2 separate regions of the Gossypium hirsutum genome follow, and region 2 is linked to region 1. Evidence: chromatin contacts called from public Hi-C data. All regions are on one chromosome and are shown on one strand. The core of a region is the stretch at or near the end of the contact, and the rest is flanking DNA. Distances in the headings are between cores, read along the strand shown.

Region 1 (2,700 bases), core at 125-2,624:
CCGTAAAGTTGTAATACGCATGAGGATTGCTTCCACCCACTAAAACTCTTCCATCACGAAGTAATACTGCTGTGGAATGGTACATCCGAGGGATCTTTGTTGGGTTTAGTATCTTGAATCGTGACTCGATTTCATTATCAGGCATGTATAACACTGGATTTAAGACCGGGTCCCTTCCTAAGTCCCATCCTGCTGACCCGGAACGTGCTCCGTTGATGACCAAAACTTTGCCGTTTGGAAGCAATACCATGTCACCCATGACTCTAGCTAAAGGCATAGTTTCCAAGACCCATTTTGGTTTCGGGTCGGTTATTGAGATCCTGGCGCAAGTGTTCAAGGCTTTAACGAACTTACCTTGTAATGCTTGGACAAATGATCCTTTTGGAGCACCGCCACAAACTAAAACTTCAGCTTGAATAGTGGCGGCTGTCAAGTTCTTCAATGGTAGCAATACAGCCGAACCTGTGCTTGGATAGCTTCTTGGCTCCCCACCTGGTATTTTGGGGTAAGTTTTCACCACCTTGTTGTTCACATAATCAAGCAAAATAGCTCGATTGTTGGCGAAAATGAACAGGTTTCCATCGACATTGAGAAAAACAAAAGGGTAGAGATTGTTCTCTACTCCTCGTTCATTGGTTTCCGACAGGAAATGCAACTTGAACGTGTCGGCGGCTATGTTTTTAGGAACAAACTCGTAATTAAATTGTTCTCGGCCGCCGACAACAATTTGTCTTCCATCTGGCAAGACATGATTGGTAGCATACCATCTTTTGGCCGCCAATCCATTTGGTGTTTCGTGCCAGTCGCAGCTTTCGCATGGGCTGAAAACCCTGACCCGAAGTTCTCCGTCGCTGAAACCACCGGTTTGGACCAATTTACCGTCAGGCATGACGGCGCCTGAAGAACACCAAACGTTGCTTTGGACAGTAAGAGCCCTGAACTTGTTGCTCAAAACATCATACTCAACTGAATGCGCCGTACAATCTACTTGGACAGCAGTGTTGGTTGGGTCATTGTGGCATTTCCCACTTGCCAATGGCAGAGTGGATGGGCCGAAATCAGTCCTATCATACATAACAACACGGTCATTTTTAAGGAGTTGCATGTGCATGGATGAGATGCCAATGCTTTTTTGTAGCAGCTGCCACCGGCCGTCGGCAGCAGTGGGGAGGATAAGGGGATGTGAGGCAAAGAGTAGAAGTGAGAAAAGAAATGTACAAAGGGTTGACATTTCTGCCATATGTTTAGCAGATGATATTATGGCTGCTTGTCAGCTTTGGGAACTCTTTTATAAAGGACTTGGTGAGAGAAGCAATGAAGGCTTTGAGATTTGAGACTCCCACACCATGTGGTCTTGCGTGGGATGCTTGTAGTGGTTTGTCTTTATGAAAACGATGGTTTAGTTTCTGGTTTCAAAATTAGGATATGAATGTTCCAAGTTTTTTTTTTTTTTAAAATGAGATTGTTTGAATGATTAGCAAATCGATAATATAATTTTAGAATTGGTAACTAAATTGACTTTGGTATTTATATTCTCTTTTCTTCTTCATTTCGTCTATTCAGTGATTGGTCAATAGGATTTATACTTGGAATTATCATTTAACTTAAAGCTAGGTTAATCGAGTTAATTGGTCCAAATGGTTATCGTTTTCCTTTTGTTGTTTATTTTGCCTTAAAAAAAAGTTTATAATTAGATTTTTTTAGGTTGGTATATGAACTTAATATTTTTTAATTTGGTATTTAAATTTGTTTCAGGTCTAATTTGATATCTAAATTTTTTTATGTTCAATTTAATACCTAAATTTATTAAATGTTATATAAATTACGTAAAATACTAATAGTGTTAAAATTTTTTTTGACTATGCTATAAAAATATTGTCAGTATTAGAGTAAATTCATGTTAAAAAATAGATATTGAGCTATGCTTAATGAATTAATATTAAATAAAAAAATTTTAAAACCACAAATTGAAAGGAATTCATTATTTTCAATTAATAAAATAAATAAAACTAAAAGTAATTGAACATAAAAAATACAAAAAAATATCATATTATCTGTCATATATCGGAAATATATTGATTATTTTTGTTACCACATAAAAAAATATTTTTAGTATATTGGAGTAATTTGTAAAACATTTGACAAATACCAAATCGAAAAAAATAGAATAAATGCCAAATTAGAAAAAGGAGTCAAGTTCATGTACCAAATTAAACCCCCAAAAAATTAAGTACCAACTAAAAAAAAGTATTAAGTTTATGTACTAAATTAAAAAAAATCGAATTCAAATACCAAATGTATATTAAGTGATTCTTTTATATAAAATATTTGATAAACTTTTGAATTAATCTTAAAGTAATCCTTGGGTTAACAATTCCTTCATTCCGATCTTAAATTAAATAATTATAGATATTTTCTGTACGTTGCTTTTGTCCAAATCGTATCATTTGTAGACTTCCAATGGAAAACATGAAAAAGCAATGCTTCTTTGTTTTAAATTCGAAAAACATCAAAATAAAATTGGAACAATTTTAAGTATCAGAAACATTTTTAATAGAATGTCTTAAATTTCAATATAAAATATTTTAGAGATAATATTTAATATACCATTAATAAATCATATTAAATTATTTTATCAATAATAATCCAATGAAATTTATACATCAACAATATATCAAATTTGAATCTCACTCCCTTAAA
Region 2 (2,700 bases), core at 165-2,664, 490 kb after region 1:
AGTCTTTTTCTTTTAACAAAAAACAATAAAAATAAAAATATGCATATGATAGGATTTAAACACACACCAATTGTGTTGGTAAATCCTAAAATTTACCACTCAAGCAAAAACTTTATTTTAATAAATTTTATACATTTTTATTTTAATATGCACAATTTATTATCTCTATCAATTGTATATTTATACTACTATTTAAGTCTCTAAGTGAATTTATGTCACGAGTTAGCCAGGTACCAACTCGGTTAGAAAAATTACAGAAATATTCTTTTGTAATAAAATTAAGTTATATTATTCAAAGGTACTTTTATCTTTTTATTTAACAAAACCCAATAACAAATTTGAAAATGGTGGGGTTTAAACCCATTTTATTTAAATCAATAAAATATTAATATTACTATTGAACCAATGCTTTATCTTAATATTATATTTACAATTTAATTGTATCATGCATATTTTATTACCTCCATCAATTGTATCTATATTTATATTATTATTTATGTTATTAACTGAGTTGATATCATGAATTAACTCAAAACCAACTTAGTACTGATATATTCATTTAGTATTCTTAATCTAATGTACTTATGTATTTAAATTTTATTTTAGTTACAATTTAATCTAATATTATACATATTTTATATGTTATTATTAATTAATTTCAAATTATATATTTTATTATTTATTATATATTATTTTTAAGAACACATTACTAGTGTGATAAAATTTTTAATATATACTAATCTCGTGTTAGTGTTTGGATTGCTGTAGATAATATAGACCCATCAGACCCATTTATATATTGGATTTGCTTTTTCTCTCTATATTCAATATTGGATACATGGATGGATAAGCCCTTAACCTTAAAATATAAATACTTCTAAAATGTTTGTATTATATACAACACATCATCAGTTGTTTTAAACGATGTATATAGTCAAATTAATAGTATGAATTCAATTATAAAATTATCAAAAATTTAAATTTTTTTAAAAATAATATATTAGAAGAACCACATAGGTAATTAATATTTATTTTTAGAAAAATCACTCTTCTATGGATTGAATTTAGGTGTACAAAATTTTAACGTGTGAACTTTACCAACACAACTAAAATTTAATTAACAAAAATATTTATATTTTCATAATTCTGTCAATAATTATTATTTTTTTCAAAAGAAATTATTATTTGAATATTTTTGTATTATTTTTTCATCACATAATGGGTGTACCATATGATGGTTAAAAGAGGTGTAGTAGGGGTGTAGGCACGTGATAAGACAATTATGTAATGAAATGCCGAATTAAACCAATAATATGGTGAAACTGAAAGGGTGAAAAACCCTAATACTCTACACGTTTAAGGCCTAGAAATGAAGTCAATCATGTTGATCACATGCAAAGCCCAGTGGGTCCACTCTCTAACCCCATCCCTAACCTTCATTATCTCTCTCTCTCTTCTATGCCCCAACGGGGGACCAGCTCTCTCTTCTATGCCTCAAATCTCCCCTAACCTACGCCCCATAACAGTAGTTTTGTACGACAAGCTTTAACCCAAGATTTTGCTTTGAACAGTTCTCAAGAAATACGAAATTTTTTCCCCCATGGATTGAAACTATTAGGATGTAGTGAGAAATGGTGGCATTAAATCTAAATTGATTAAGTACTGTCTGTAAATTTCTTAAAATTTCTTCTATTTAAATTTAATTGAATGTAATTATATTTATCATAATTGTAATTACAACTTTCTTCTGAAAAGGTATAAATTATGCAGAAGAAAAATAAAGTTAACATAGCATTGTATATATGTCAAAGACTAGAAAATGAAGAAGATGATGCAATTTTAATTTGCGAACATGCTTCAAAGAGTGGGTAGCTTTTGGAGATAATAGAAGCAAAAACCAAGCAGGGGGCAGCGCCTAAACTTTCAGTGGTTTTATAATAAATGCAGTTCTTTTCATATATTCCCTTCCCTTGAACCTCCCTTGGAAAATAAACATATTAAAAAGGTTTAAGTGATGTTATTACACTCTTGTTTTAATTTTTTTGTTAGCTATATTTTTTTAATACAAGTATATTAAATGATTCTCTCTCTCTATATATAAGTGTTAATATTTAATAAATTGATATAGAGGTGATCATTTTGTATTTTTGAATTGTTTTTTATAATATTTTAACAAGATAAATATTATTTTTAAAATCTTATTTTGGGTAAATTACACCAATAATCACTTAATTTTAGGGTAGCTGACAAAACAGTCACTCAAGTTTCAATTCAGTCACTCAATTTTCAAAAAATAACAAAACAGTCACCATTAACCATTTTCAGTTACAGACGTAACGGAGCTACTATTTTCCATTACAATTCCATTACAGACTTAACCAACCTACCATTTTCCATCCCCTCTCATCCCTCTCCCTTTCCCTCTTCCCCACCATCCCTCCCTACTTTGATTCTCTCTCCCTCTCCCCCTCTTCCGCACCATCCCTCCCTCCTACTTTGATTCTTTCCCTCTCCCTCATTGTCCCATTGCTAACCCTCTCCCTCACCACAAAGAAAAACGAAACTGCACCTAAACCAGTTGCTACAACCATTAATAATGTAAAGAGCATGACTCTAGACATAGAAACTTTGTTGTAATTACCTTTCTAGTCATTCATTGCCTTGTCATTGTCCTCAAAAGTTATGACTTTCTCTATACCA

The links. A called contact is a pair of places that touch in the nucleus more often than the background predicts.
Region 2: a Hi-C map of leaf shows a contact between it and region 1, with 2.8 times the contacts expected there. The contact joins the enhancer-like site here to the promoter of LOC107918013 in region 1. A contact is called at or near these places in 3 of 34 Hi-C or Micro-C datasets (leaf and petal).

What each region holds. Positions count from the first base shown.
Region 1 is chrA01:23,027,109-23,029,808 of Gossypium_hirsutum_v2.1, forward strand. It overlaps LOC107918013 (aldehyde oxidase GLOX1), which reads right to left and starts at 1,375. Exons shown (of 2, transcript XM_041111670.1): 1 at 1-1,375. The coding sequence starts at 1,240.
Region 2 is chrA01:23,517,812-23,520,511 of Gossypium_hirsutum_v2.1, forward strand. No RefSeq gene overlaps it. Among protein-coding and RNA genes, the nearest start is that of LOC107963463, 63 kb to the right of the region's middle. Within about 2 kb of position 1,415, at least 2 of the 9 cell types and tissues checked have an H3K27ac peak or open chromatin away from gene starts, as enhancers often do. A contact at or near this core is called in leaf, where this site is marked.